Linked DNA regions of Mus musculus: region 2 is linked to region 1. The links are chromatin contacts, called in public Hi-C maps. All regions are on one chromosome and are shown on one strand. Each heading gives the region's core, a stretch centred on a gene start, on an enhancer-like site or on the middle of the called end of the contact. The rest is flanking DNA. Distances are from core to core; before and after follow the strand shown.

What was found. Hi-C and Micro-C count contacts between places; a contact is called where the count stands out from the background.
Region 2: a contact with region 1 is called in a Hi-C map of embryonic stem cells, with 3 times the contacts expected there. The contact joins two enhancer-like sites. A contact is called at or near these places in 4 of 39 promoter capture datasets (embryonic stem cells, fetal liver, neutrophils and 1 more), 1 of 15 datasets of contacts at CTCF or cohesin (embryonic stem cells), 21 of 484 Hi-C or Micro-C datasets (CD4 T cells, CD8 T cells, CD8 central memory T cells and 10 more) and 7 of 115 datasets of contacts at active chromatin or transcription factors (bone marrow-derived macrophages, embryonic stem cells and memory CD8 T cells).

The regions. Positions count from the first base shown.
Region 1 is chr17:88,401,154-88,408,780 of GRCm38.p6, forward strand. No RefSeq gene overlaps it. Among named protein-coding and RNA genes, the nearest start is that of Gm23947, 12 kb to the left of the region's middle. Within about 2 kb of position 3,983, at least 25 of the 459 cell types and tissues checked have an H3K27ac peak or open chromatin away from gene starts, as enhancers often do. A contact at or near this core is called in CD8 T cells, embryonic stem cells and regulatory T cells, where this site is marked.
Region 2 is chr17:88,506,668-88,514,294 of GRCm38.p6, forward strand. No RefSeq gene overlaps it. Among named protein-coding and RNA genes, the nearest start is that of Ppp1r21, 20 kb to the right of the region's middle. Within about 2 kb of position 2,609, at least 115 of the 459 cell types and tissues checked have an H3K27ac peak or open chromatin away from gene starts, as enhancers often do. A contact at or near this core is called in CD8 T cells, embryonic stem cells and regulatory T cells, where this site is marked.

The sequences.
Region 1 (7,627 bases), core at 2,733-5,232:
GCAGTCATGAGCATCCCCGCCCGCCCAAGCCCACCTGCCAGAATGAATCTGATTATACCTGAATTGGTTCTCCTCGGAAACAGGACTGTGGCCACTGTGCACTGTGTGTCCTGTTGGACGGCACCATCTGTCTCAGACACAAGCTTGCTCCCAGCATCTCCTGCTTTCTCTGCCCCCCTGCTGGCTGCGAGGGTAAGGTCTCACTGTGCCATCCATCCACTAATCCGTTCTCTAAATATTTATGGGTACTTTAATACACGATAATTTCAGCTCTAAGCCCTTACTCGCTCTATAGCATGGCTCTGCAGTGCATAAACTATTTTATTAAATAGTTGGATAAATTTTAAAATTAAAGCAGTACATATATTTCTGGGAAATATCAAGAAATTTGAATGCACATGTAATCCTAACAAATACTGTTACATATTTCACTGTGTATCTTTTTTGATTTTCATTTTTACCCCTGTTCTTTTAACTTGAAAGATTTCAGTCACATAAAATATTAGAGCTTAATTAAAAAAAAAAATTCCTCCAGCCCATTCCCTATAACATCACACAAGCCGATAATGTCCCTTTCATGATTCTTTCTGTCCCCTGCTTTTTCTATTACATTTATTTGTGTCTGTATGTGTGAGTGTGTCTATATGAATGTGTGTGTGTCTGTGAATGTGTGTGTCTGTATGTGTATGTCTGTCTGTGTGAGTGTACGTAAGGGTTGTTAATATGTGAGTATGTGTGAGAGGGTATGTCTGTGTGTCAGTAGGTATGAGTTTGTGGGTCAAAGTGTCTGTGTGAGTGAGTGTTTATGTGTGTGTGTGTGTGCGCAAGTGTGTGAGAGTGTATGTGTGTGCACATGCACATTTTGCAGTCTTGACAATTGAATCTGGGGCCTCATGTTTCATGCATCCATGGTATATGCTCTGCAACTGAGCTTTAACCCCCAGCCCTGTTTTGTTAGACTCTAAAACTTAAAATGACTATAGTCTCCTGCGATTAATTTTTATGTTTATCTTTTGAGATAGGGTTTCACTTTAGTCCAGGCTGTGATCTTCCTACTAAGCATCTCAAGTATTGTGATTGCAGGTATGACTCACCATCACTCCTGATTGCAGTTTGCCTTTTTGGGAGGTGGTACTAAAATGACTTTAGAACAAGTATGGTCTAAGCAAGGAGGTTAAACATGTAGGCTAAGGAAAGAACGATGTTTACGATATGAGAATATGTACCTGCGAGTGTGCGTTTCTGAAGGGACTGGCTTGCTCTCTGCTTCAGTCCCTCACCTTTCTTGGAATTATTTCCTTTGCCATCTGTAGCTCTACTGCATTCCTTTTCACCATTGTGTTTTAGAGACTCTGATGGAAGAGTTCATGATAATTCACTTATTAACTCTTCCATACACTGCAGCTAGTTTGTTCCCAATACATTGCTAGAAACGGGGCGATTGCCAAGCACGGTACTTTATACCTGTAATAACTACTTTTGACAAACCGAGACAGGACGACCCTGGCAAGTTTGCTGTCATCTTGGATTACGTATCATGTTCCAGACCAGCTTGAAAACTCTAATTAATCAATCAAGTAATCAGTCAATGTCTGCCCCTATCCATTTGCACACATAAAGGTAAATTTCTTCAGAGTACACATTTGAGAACAAAATTAATCCGAAAAATATGTAAATTACTTGAATATTACCAAATGGTCTTTCAATGTGATGTGTTAATTTGCACCCTTTTTAGTAATGTTAGCATATTAGATTTTTTTTATGTAGAGATATATAGGTCTGGGGATGTAGCTTAGGGATAGTGTATCTAGTTGACCTGTGCTCAATCATTAGTACCACAAAGAAGAAGGACAGCCATGCCTGCACTCACATTTGTCACTTGTGTGGCGTGGGCATCGTGAATGTGTCCGAGCTCAGAATCCCCAAGCCTGGATGTGCTTATTTGCATATCTTTCCACAGCCCATTTCTGTTCATTTTCCTAACTCTCAAGTCCTACAGACAAGTCCTCCACTGCTCTCTAGTTCTGCTTGCCTTCCTCGGCTCTCCTGACTGCCCTTTACATCCCCTGGTGTAGTCAGTGTTTCAGGAGCCCATGCTGTGGTTGTAAGCCATGTCCTCAGCCAGGGCTACCAGCCTCTCCCCAGGACCCTGTACCACATGCATGTCCAATTCCTGAGAAGACGGACAAAGATGAGACGCTTGCTTTTCCTCCCAGGAGAGGCCTTCCTGGTTCCATAGCAGCTTCCCAGGAGCGGCCCTCTTCACTCATTTGGCAGTTGCAGTGCAGATCCACCTGTGTGTGTGAGAGAGAGAGCGTTCAATTACACTTTCAGTTTCAATGACTGTATGTTTTCACTTTTGTACACAGGGTTGGATGTTCCAGCCACACAGGATGTGTGTGATGACACATAGGCAGGAAGTAAGTAGACGGGAGCTACATCAGGATGTACGCTTGCCCCCATTGGATGAAGGTGGGAGTACAGAGCCTTATAAAGCACACTGATTTACCAATTGGGATGAACACACACTCCATCCCAGCTTTTCTCCTCTGCAGCTATCCTAGAAAGACTGCCTCTGGAGAGCCCGGCTTTTCTTTCACACTTTCCTAAGGACAACGGTGAATACCTTAGCTGATCTTCTTAAGCCTACTGTAAGTGGTAAACTATTCTTTGGGGAAAACCGTAGTCATATTACCCCTTCCTCTGAGATTATCATAGACATGGTCACATACAGGTCAGGTGCCTTTCTTTTCTTTTCTGATCTCCAACTCACCAGCCAAGGAGAACCTTGAACTTCTGCTCCCCCTCTGCCTCTACCTCCAAAGACCTTGGATTAGAAGTATGCATCACCGCACCAGTGCTGGGTATGGTCGTAATAGAACCCAGGGCTTTGTGGATGCCAGGCAAGCAGGCTCTCAACCGAGAGCTACACCCCCCATCCAGAGGTTATATAAAACACCCAGCTACGTGTTTGTTTTGAGACAGTCATGTACACCAGGCTAGCCTTGAACTTATGAAGTGGATGAGGCTCACTTTAACCTCTGAGTCTCTTGACTCCCTAAAGCACCACTACACCCGCTGCCTTTACTTTTTTTAGTTCTCTAAAAACAAACAAACAAACAAACAAACCTTTTGATACTAATAAGATTACAGCGATGAGATCCAGTGTTAATTTCACTGAGTCCACATCAAGGTAAATACTTCAAGTGGCAGAATTGCTCAGAAAAAGATTTTTTTTTTTAAACTGAGAAAGTTCTTAGAGCACTTCAGCCGCTATCTTAACCCCCTGCCGAATTTAGGTACCTTGAGGAAATAATCATTCATTAGGAAGTGTGAGAAATGTCGTAGGTTGATTCTGTTTAAATGCCAATTAGCATGAACGAGGGGCATGCAAATACCACCGCCAGAGAGGCCAACCCAATGTGGAATTATTTCAGAGCAATTAATTCACTTCCAAGCTTCTAGTATTAGCACCACCTTATTTCCCTTGTGTATTCAGACAAAGTGTTTTTAAAAATCAACCAAAAACTGTGATGCTCTGCCAACAAGATTCTAGAGTGAAAGACAACCCCCTAGTCAAATGTAAATTGTAGCCGCATTAGTATGCTAATGAGCTAACAGATAAACTGTGGGTCAAATTTTCCCTTCCTCAGCTTAAATAGCCCTTGAAAAAGACCTCTTTCTAAATGTTTACGGAACCTAGGAGCAGCGGCAATTAAGGTTTATTATATGAAAATTATCTGTTCAGCGATATGAAAAATTAATAAAGTCAGACACGGTTCCTCCTAATGACTTACAAATTGTGGAACAGCGTGATATGGAAGAGGCAGACCTACGGATGCGAAGTCTTAGGAAGTTCTTCAGTAGCAGTTCATTTTGTTTGAAGATTTAAACGGGAGTCAGGGAGAAAAACAGTTCTGAAAAGGTTGAAGGTTGAACCTTTTGCAGCAGGAAGTGAACGGTGGTTAGAGACGATCGGTTTTCTCTTAAGCACAGTCAGAGGCTTCTGGGTGAAGCGACCCCATCACCTCCCACCCTGAAGGAAGCAGTCCAATGCTTTATAGCCATTTCACCTTCCTAGCTTCTATCTCCCCACTTTCCTATTATACATGCCTTAAAACCTGAATGCCGGAAGCTCTCAAGATGGCTCAACGAGTAAAGCGCTGACCGCTGAGCCTGATGAACTGAGTTCGAGCCGTAGGACCCATGTGGTGCAGGTAGAGAACCACTTCTACTTACATGTGCTGTCCGCGCGCGCGCACACACACACGCACACGCACACCGTGTATGTACATATACACGTTTGCATTTAATTTAATTTAGGAAGAAGTCTGATTGTTTTGTAGCACTCAGCTCAGCTCCTTGCTCCCAGGTCTGGTTTAAGAAAGCGACCTGGGAGCTGGTGAGATGGCTCAGCGGTTAAGAGCACTGACTGCTCTTCTGAAGGTACTGAGTTCAAATCCCAGCAACCACATGGTGGCTCACAACCATCCGTAATGAGATCTGATGCCCTCTTCTGGAGTGTATGAACACAGCTACAGTGCACTTAAAAAAGAAAAAAAAAAAAAAAAAAAAAAAAAAGAAAGTGACCTGGAGCCGGGCGTGGTGGCACACGCCTTTAATCCCAGCACTCCGGAGGCAGAGGCAGGCGGATTTCTGAGTTCGAGGCCAACCTGGTCTACAAAAAGAGTTCCAGGACAGCCAGAGCTATACAGAGAAACCCTGTCTTGAAAAACAAAACAAAACAAAAAAGGAGGAGGAGGAGGAGGAGGAGGAGGAGGAGGAGGAGGAGGAGGAGGAGGAGGAGAAGGAAGGAGACCTGGGGGAACTTCATAAACAACTGGCATAAGGAATTTTAAAGCCCTGCTGATGACTGTAACATTTAAGAGATGCTGAGAACTAATGTCCTGAGGGTGTTGCTTCCACAGGACTTGCTATCAGCTTCTTTTCTCCTCCTTCCTTCCTTCTTCCCATCTTTCTTCCCTCCTTCCTTCCATCTTTCTATGTGTAAAGGTGAATCTGAATCATATGTGATTGATCTTTCAGTGAGCATTCCCCACAGTTGACCTTCCTTGCTGATGTCACTAGAGGCAGGAAGGTAAATGAACTGAAAGAAGGGAGTGAGCCTCTGCGAACAGAACAGCCAGTGACTAGATAAGCCTCATAAACCTGGATTTCAGCTCGCCACACAAAGTGCTCTTGTGATTTTGACCTGAAGCCAGTTTTCAGGTTAGTCTGCTGACAATCAAACCACAAGCCCACAATACTGCACTGGGAGCCACTCAGAACAACACAGATCCGCAGGCTGCAAACCCGGAAGCAGGACACCCCCTTTTTTTTATTTTTCTTGTTCATTTTTTTTAGATATTTGAATAGAATTTCATTATGTAACCCAAACTGACCACAAACTCCCAGTGATCCTCCTGACTCTGCCTCTCAAATGCTGAGATTACAGGTGTAGGCTATTCTCAATCCTCCTGCCTCAAGTTTCCAAGTATTCTGATTACAGGAGTGTACTAACATGCCTAATTCCTTAGCTCAAAATATAGTTATTATAATATTTTTTCTGTCCTTTTTTGGTGTTGCAGAATACCAGACTACTAGGTCTGTCTGTCTATCTATCTATCTATCTATCTATCTATCTATCTATCTATCTATCATCTATCTGTCTGCCTTTCTGTCTGTCTTTCTATCTACCATCCATCTATTATCTATCTGTCATCCATCCATTAATGTATGTACCTATCTATGTATGTATCATCTATGTATGTATGTATCATCTATGTATGTATGTATCATCTATGTATGTATGTATCATCTATGTATGTATGTATGCATCATGTATGCATGTATGTCTGTATGTATGTATCATCTATCCATTTACCTACTTACTTATACCAGGATTGATGTCAGGACCTCACGTATGCTAGGCAAGCGTTCTAGTCCTTACAGCTGGAGAGACCGGGTGTCCAGGCTGTGCTGCAGATGTCTGATCTGGTGAGGGCCATTTTGAAGATTTTCACATGGTAGAATGTGGAAGGGCAATATAACTGACTGATGCCTTAATACTCTCAATCTCACTAAGGAAGGGGGAAGCACTCGAAATTGAGAGCATTACATCAGCAATGCCTGAATTTTGGCGAGTGTACATCCAACCCTGAGCTTATGGAGGATTTTCCGACATGAGTCAAACAGAGGCTGTTTTATACTAACACTGAAAGGGTCCTGCATGCCAGGTACGACTCCAAACCCTCATATGTATTTCTCACTTTAGTTTAATCATCACAAAGACTGTGAGATGGGTACCCCATCACAGGGCACTTGCTGTATGCAATTCTGGGAGTACCATTCACATAGTGATCTTTATGTTTTATTTTGTTGTTTTAGGCAGTGTCTCATTATGTAGACTAGTCTAGCTTCAAACTTCTTTCTTTTTGGAGGTGGGAGTGGCTTTCAAGTTAAGGTTTCTCTGTGCAGCCCTGGTCATGCTTGAACTTACTCTGTAGTCCAGGCTGGCCTTGAACTCAGAGATCTGCCTGCCTCTGCTTCTTGAGTGCTGGGATTGAGGGTGTGTACCACCACTGCCTAGCTGGCCTCAGACTTTCAATCCTTTGCCTGATCCTTACAAGTATTGGGACTATAGGTGTGTACTGAAATGACTACATCAGTCATGGCCTTTGTGAATGGGGTCCCCATGCCACACTACCTGCTGGCATTGTTTATCATACCTACTTTACATGGAACGATAACTCCAGCACTGTGCAGGTTGGTGTTGGATCTCGTGCTGGAGAGTTTTGTGTCAACTTAACACAAACTATAGTCATCTGAAAGGAGGGAACCTCAATTGAGAAAATGACTCCATAAGATAGGGCTTTAGGCGAGCCTTGTAGGGCATTTTCTTAATTAGTGGTTGATGAGGAATGGCCCAGCCCATTATAGGTGGTGCCACCCCTGGGGTGGTAGTCTTAGGTTCTATAAGAAAGCAGGCTAAGTGAGCCATGGGGAGCAAGCCAGTAAGCAGCACCCTCCATGGCCTCTGTATCAGCTCCTGCCTCCAGATTCCTGCCCTGTTTGAGTTCCTGTCCTGACTTCCTTCAATGATGGACTATGATGGGGATGTGTAAGCCAAATAAACTCTTTTCTTCTCAAGTTGTTTTGGTCATGGTGTTTCATAACAGCAATAATAACCCTACCTAGGACAAGCACCTACATAAAAGCCATGTGCAGGTGCGTAACCCTAGTGTCCTGTTGGGGAATCAGGGAGAGGAATCACTGGGGGTGCTAGCCAAGAAGGAGGGAACTTCAGGTTCAGTAAGTAAGCCTGTCTCAAGGAAGTAAGATAGAGCATGGTATCTGCCATTCTCCTCTTGCCCTAATTGTGCACACACATGCACGCGCGCACACACACACACACACACACATACACACACACACACATATTACACACATACATACACATACACACACACATACACACACACACACACACACACACACACACATGTTCCTACCTTCACACAGATATACACACACACACACACATATCATATACATACATACAAACAGAGCTACATATCATTTAACCCTTCCCTCTCCTCCCTCCGACTCCTTTTGTGGTCTCCCCTCA
Region 2 (7,627 bases), core at 1,359-3,858, 100 kb after region 1:
TAATTTTTTAAAGTTTTAAATTAAAATTTATTTACCTCCCCACATTCCTGTGTATGTGTCCCGTGCATTCTATAGCACGTGTGTGGCAGTCAGATGGGGGGGGGGGCGGCGGCGGCGGCGGGGGTGTGTGTCTCTGCAGGGGTCAGGCAGAGAAGCAAAGGGAGAAGAGAAGAGAATGAAATTCCGTTCAGCTTTGTTAGCCAAGTCTGCTATCGGGTGGTTTATTCCCAACATATTTAAGCCCAGTATAATTTGGTGGGGAAAAGTTTCCTGGTATAATACAATCCCTGGTGCACCCAAATAGACATAATTACATGAAAACGCGACTCAGGGCACATACCATTTCTTCCAAGAAGGTGATTTCTTGAGATATGCTTTGGCCTGGACTCAGTCATACAGATAGCATAGAGGCCATTTGGGCTATTAACCACGTCTGGTCCTGGATTAAGAACTTGGTGGAGCCTCTGGCTACAAGGGTCATTTAGACAATTAGATATTGCAGTCCTGGTTGATATAGCCTGGCCCAACAGATAACGAGGATCACAAGACTATTGATCACTTCCAATTCTCACTTTCCCATTGGAAAGACTGCTGTGTGCTTAACATTCTTGGATTCTCTGGGGAAATCTGTGTGTGCAAACACTTTAGTGCTGTGCTCCCACAGAGGACAACACATAGGACTTGATTCTGTCCTGTTGCCATGTGGCTCCCAGAGATCGAACCAAGGTGGCCAGGCTTGGCATCGAGGGCCACCCTGCCCGCAGCCATCTCAGAGACCCATTTCTGTTTTTTGAGACAAGATCTTCCTGTATATCTCCAGCTGGTCTGGAGCGCCTGATCGTCTTGCCTCCGTGTCTCAAGTGCCAGGATGACAGAAGTGTACCATCAGTGGCCAGATGGAGCTGCTCGCAGAGGATTTCCTCCTGGCCTGCCAGGAGCCCTGCCTGCCTGGCCTTGGGTCTGGGGCGGGCTTCCTGTAAGTCTTTCCCAGCGTGGTAGATGGACAAAGGCAAGAGATGGAGCCATTTGACTGCGGGCCAGCCTTTGCTTTCCTGTTTAGCAATGGAGGCATTTTGTAAATGATTTTCTTTTTTTATTTTTATTTTATTTATTTATTTACTTATTGGTTTTTCGAGACAGGGTTTCTCTATGTAGCCCTGGCTGTCCTGGAACTCACTCTGTAGACCAGGTTGGCCTCAAACTCAGAAATCTGCCTGCCTCTGCCTCCCGAGTGCTGGGATTAAAGGCGTGCACCAACACGCCCGGCTGATTTTTTTTTTTTTTTAAGAACAAATTGTGGAAGCATGCAGAAAGTGTGTTTGTAACTTTCAGTGCTATTATTGCTATTATGTTGCTCTCAGCCCAAATCTCCTTTATCATGCTCAAACGATCATTTTTTCTGTTAACCAAACCGTTTGACTTACATCTGTCGTTCTAGGAACATTGTCATCCATCACAAATACTTAACTGCAGATAGATGTTTATATTTCCATTTTTAAAGCTCATTTATTGTATATAGCTCAGTCTAAATAACCGGAACTGTAATCTCATAAAAGCTAAAAATGAAAGGGAATTTGTAAAATTTATTTTGCAAGCAAATAAGGTGTAAAAATATTATCAAAAATTTTCACAGGGATGTTGTGGGATCTCTATAAAAACAGCAACTTTTTTTTTGGCGTCTAGCTAGCATGTAATAAATGAAGTCACCACAAAGTTTATACTTCCAGAAACAGGCATGCCCTCAAAGACATCTCTCTCTCTCTCTCTCTCTCTCTCTCTCTCTCTCTCTCATGCGAGTGCGTACATGCGCTCTCGCTCAGAGTCCTATACTAACGAATCTCTGTGACCCAGGCCCAAGTCCTGAGCGCTCTCTGCAGCACACCTATCGCAGAGCCCTGTGTCTAGTTCTGTCTGTTGGTTTGTCCAATGCTGCCTTGGTACCTGCATCTCTTTGTTTCCTGTTCCACAATAGGTTACAAGCTTACAAGCACCACTTTCCACAGTGTTCTCTTCTTCCTAGAGCTTCGTACTCTCCCCAAAACTTTCCTTTAACCTTGGCGCCTCCCTGAATCGTTCTCCTCTGTACTCCACCATCAGTCTGCCAAGAAATCCAGGTGTATTCAGTCATGCCCAGAACCTGCTAGCTCCTCGGGGCCTCCTCTACCGCTCACCTCTGAGACTGTCTTATTCCCCCACTACCAGACTTCCCTGGAGCCGGGCTTCTACCCTACTGTCTCCTTTAGTCCCCGCAGGCTCTGCCCTCAGCACTGCAGCAAGTGTGACCCTGTATCAGGAGTCAGACACTGTCAGCATTAGCCGTCCTGAGCGGCTGAAGCTGGGAGCTGATCGCTCCTAGATCTCTGCTCAGACTTTACACCTTTACATACACCGGTGCCTGGTGGAATCAGCAAAGCTGCAAGCTAGTGCTTTGATTTCTCTTTTAGAGCCGCGTTTCCCAGTAGCTGGCCACTCCCACAGTTACCCCCTTTGGAACAGTTCAGAAAGCCTGCCCATGCCTTCTGCTTCTCTCTCTTCCTTGCCTGTGCCACGCCAGTCCCTCCCTTTGCTGTTCCCCAAATGTGCTGCACACCCTCTGCTCCCAATGCCCAGGGCCCCGCCCCCAGGCGCCTACACCTCTCATCTGTGAGTCACCATTCAAGAGTCACTTCTCCCTCTCCAACTCCCCTGACCTCTTCCCCTTTCTACTGCCAACAAAATTCTGACTTAGTGTAGCATGCATCACTAGAATGCCCCTCCAGGAGGTCAAGTATTTGACTGTCCTCTGTACAGCTGTGTCCCATAGCTCAACCCAGTGTCCCTCGGTAAGCCACTCATGTACCCACTGACTGGGGGACCAGATCAGTTCCCATCTCCTTTGTAATCTTGCCAAGCTCTACACTTCTCTCCACCACGGGAGCGTCTCACTCACTACCCAGCCCCGACTGTGGCTGTATATGAATTCTTCAGTACCTACCTCAGTGCCCAGTGCACATGACAGCCAGAATTTTTTTTATATTATATATTTTTTAAAGATTTATTTATTTATTATATGTAAGTACACTGTAGCTGTCTTCAGACACCCCAGAAGAGGGCGTCAGATTTCGTTATGGATGGTTGTGAGCCACCATGTGGTTGCTGGGATTTGAACTCCAGACCTTTTGGAAGAGCAGTCGGGTACTCTTACCCACTGAGCCATCTCGTCAGCCCGACAGCCAGAATTTAATTATCACAGTCCTCGTGATAGCACCGTTTGGATGGCCCGGAGTGGGCAGGGATCAGGAGATTTGGAGAATGTGGGACAAAAGATGGTGGTCTTCTGTAGTCTCAGCTTTGAACATGACAGGTATATTCTCTCTCTCTCTCTCTCTCTCTCTCTCTCTCTCTCTCTCTCTCTCTCTCTCTCCTTCCCTCCCTCTCTCTCCTCTCTTTCTGGATAGGGCTAACCTAGAACCCACCCCCTAAGTAAACAAGGCTGTCTTGGAACTCACAGAGAGCCACCTGTCTCTGCCTCCCCAGTGCTGGGATTGAAGGCGTGACTACAGAAAGCACCAGAAAGGGGAAAAAAAAAAAAGTATCCTTTGTCGTGCTCCTCCCAATCTCTCTCATCAGCTGTCATTCCTGTCTTTGCGAAGCCTTCCTCTCCCTTGCTCCCCAGGCCTGTTTTGTACACAGAGGCAGTGCCTCAGTGATGAGGGGCTTTCAGAAGGTTTCTTGTTCTCAAATACTTTCTTACATCCCAGCGCTGCGATCCTTGGGGTCTGTTTGCACAGTCTCAGGGGAGAAAATGACAGACGTGGAGGATATTTTTAATTTTCAAATGGCTTTATGGGGGTTCAGTGCTTGCCTGGCATAATGATCCCAGCACTCAGGGAGGCCGGAGTTATAAGTCACCCTTAGATTTTCTTAGAGATCCAGGCTAGCTGGGCAAATGAGTGTGTATCAAAAAAGCAAACAAGTCGTTATGTCCCTTAGAGTTTAGTGAGAGTCAGAAGTGTGGGGATGTATGACTGTAGTTAAAGCTTAGACAGAATTGCTGGGAGTCCGCAAAGCACCCTTAACCTGAACTCACAGGGTTTGGGAGAGAGCGTTGGATGTAGCTGCTTCATAGAGAAAACCGGGCAGCCGTCGGTGGAGTGGGGGTGCGGGCAAGGGGTTAGAATCCACACTGACTGAATTGTACGGATCTGGGGGACAGCGGTCAGACTGAGACAGGCCTTCAGCACCCCGTATTTCCAAGGGCTTTCTTGAACAGGTTGGAAATAGCCCAGGCAAATCGCATTGAGAAGGGTGCTTCAACTCTCACCCTCTCCTCCAGCCCCTTGTCCTAGTCTAAAAGCCTTGCTTGTGTTTCTGAAGGTGGCCCGGAACTCGCTGGGTTCCAGGAAGAAAAGGCCGAGGGGGCTGCAGCGTCTGGTCTGTGACCCCTTACTGCTTTGGGTCTGTTCATCCCAGCCACAGGTGCTCCCCGCCCCCAACGCTGCCCAGGCCGCCCAGGACAAAGGAAGGGTTGTGCCTGCATAAGAGGGCTATTTGCCTCCTTGCCCAGCCATCACGTGAGGACAAAGGGTCCACACCCTAACTCAGCTGAAAGAGTGCAAAGTGTCCCAACACGCCCTGCAAAAGGACTTACTGATTTTCCAGTTAAGAATTTGCCTAACCTGTTCTGTTCAAACAGGCTAATTGTTTCCTGAAAAAGATGAAGTCACTAGAGAGACGTGCCTAAACAATTGCTACCAGTGGTCATGGGCGTGCCTCAGATTGGTAACCAGTTTCAGGACTGTCACCTCAAGTGGCTGCAAATTTGGTGATGGCGCGCTCCCTGGTGGCAAAATGAGGTTATACCAGGCAGAAAACAGCTTGAGAAAGCCAATGGAACGGAGACCTTGAAAATAGGGAAGAGGGGCGATAGGTTTGTGGGACGTTTGTGGTTTTCTTTCTTTCTTTCTTTCTTTCTTTCTTTCTTTCTTTCTTTCTTTCTTTCTTTCTTTCTTTCTTTCTTTCTTTCTTTCTTTCTTTCTTTCCTTCCTTCCTTCCTTCCTTCCTTCCTTCTTTCTTTCTTTCTTTCTTTCTTTCTTTCTTTTTTTTTTTGGTTTTTCGAGACAGGGTTTCTCTGTATACTCCTGGCTGTCCTGGAACTCACTTTGTAGACCAGGCTGGCCTCGAACTCAGAAATCTGCCTGCCTCTGCCTCCCGAGTTCTGGGATTAAAGGCGTGTGCCACCACGCCCGGCTTGTGGTTATTTCTTAATAAATATCTGTTGGCTGGGCTGGGGCATTGAGTGGTTAGTGGGTGGACCGGTGGTTCATGCCTGCCATCCCATCCAGCTCTTGGACCATGGAGTGAGGAGTCGTCAAGGCTAATCTTGGCTTTTACAGCAAATTCTAGACCAGCCTGGGACTCAAAACCGACCAACAAAAAAATGAAATATAACCCACCAGGTGTGTGGATTTTAATAATAAAAGTGAACAATCTGCCCAAAGCCGAAGCAGAGAAGGGGTCTCTAGTCTGATCGACATTACTGCGACTGAGTCTCCTGTATTCCGAAGACTTTTTTTTTTTTTTGGCTGTGAAATTTTTAGAATAGACACTAGAGAAAAGTGAAAATAACTATTAGGCCCGTGTGTCAGAACATGGAGTTTGGCACACCCCAGTTTTTGCCACTCCCCTTACTCCCGTTTCCTTCTTCCCTGCACAAATGTAACCCATGTGAGTATTATGTTGCTTTACCTTAAGGCTGTGGGATACGTTGTTGGAATGGAGGGGCTTTTCTAGCACACTTCGCCACATCTAGTATACACTAGAGTGGTCTACTGGGGTTGCACTCTGCTCACCTTGGGATTTTCTTCAAAATGTTTCTCAATTGTTTGTGGGTCCCAGAAGTCCACACAGCACTGTGTTGCTCTGTCTCTTAGTTCTGTGCCCTGCCTCTCTCTCTCTCTCTCTCTCTCTCTCTCTCTCTCTCTCTCTCTCTCTCTCTCCTTTTCTCTTTCACCCATCCTTCCCTCCCTCAAATAACACTCCCCTACATACACTGAAACACCCAGCTAGGGTTTGCAGGCTAGCTCAGCAGGTAAAGCCACTTGCTGCCAAGCCTGCTAACCTGAGTTCCATCACCGGAGGGCCACATGGTGGGAGGAGAGAACAAACTCGGGCAAGATGTCCTCTGACCTCCACATGAGTGCCTATAGGACACACACATGCTTATCCCCACACATAGACACATAGATAAATAATTGCTATACATTTTTATAAACAAACGCGTAGTCGTTCCACACACGGTTGGATGAATTTTGACAAGTGTGCTGCAACTGATCCTCTTTCTTCCCAGGCTAAAGAACATGTCCATGACCGCACAGAGTGGCCCCTATGACACTCAGTGAACACTGTTCTTGGTTCTTTTGCTGGGTGTCTTGCCTGCTCTAAATCCCATATTAAGAAGGTCATTGCAGAATGCTGTGTGCTGCTTTTCATACTCTACATGATGCTTTGAGTTTCCCCCACACCGTGGTTCATTCTTTTCTGTGGCTACATTGTATCCTATCCATAGATATCCACTGCTTGGCAGTTAGACTGCTTCCAGGTGGAACTGCTATAAATCAAAATGCTCTGTCTTTTCATGTGTCTGTCTTTGTGTGCATGTGTGTGTGTGTTCACATGTGTTTGTGTGTGTCTATGTGTATGTGCATGCAAATCTGTGTGTACATCTTGTTTTTTTGTTTTGTTTTTCAAGACAGGGTTTCTCTGTATAGCCCTGGCTTTCCTGGAACTCACTTTGTAGACCAGGCTGGCCTTGAACTCAGAAATCTGCCTGCCTCTGCCTCCCAAGTGCTGGGATTAAAAGCGTGCGCCACCACTGCCCGGCTACATCTTGTTTTATTGTAACAAAGCATCTGAGTGCTTTTGTATCTTTTTGTGTTCTCACTTCTCTTGGTCTTCCTGCTCCTCTCAGATAACTGGTCACAGTATCTGTAACGCTGTAAGAAAACCCTATACTCTTCCTCACCTGAGACACTTCTTGTTCTTCCTCTACTGCAGATGTGTAGTAGTTTACTCCTCTACAGAACAACCTCTTTATGGTGTCCTTCTAACCCTGGGTTTCCTGTGAACTGTAGATCTGAAGCCCAGGAGAAATCCTTTGGTGACAGCACCAGAGGTGTGCTGTTGTATAGTTCTTCCCCATACCACAAGCCCTTCAGTGCTGTCTTAGCCAGTGTTCTATTGCTGTGAAGAAACAACAGCAGCTCTTCTAGAGGAAAACATTTACGTGGGGCTGGCTTCCAGTTCAGAGATTTAGTCCATTATCGTCATGGTGGGAAGCATGGTGGCGTGTGGTCAACATGGTGCTGGTGAGGTAGCTGAGAGTTCTACATCCTAGTTGGGATGTAGAAGGAAGAGAGTGAGACACTGGGCCTGGCTTGAGAATCTGAGACTTCAAAGCCCACCCCCAGTGACACAGTTCCTCTAACAAGTCACACTTACACCAACAAGACCATACCTCCCAAGAGTGCCACTCCCTGTGAGCCTAGGGGGGCTATTTTCATGCAGACCATCACACAAGGCCTAGTTGCTGTCCCTCAGTTCAGACACAGATTCATAGGCCAGGATGGTGCCCCATCCCTGCCCAACT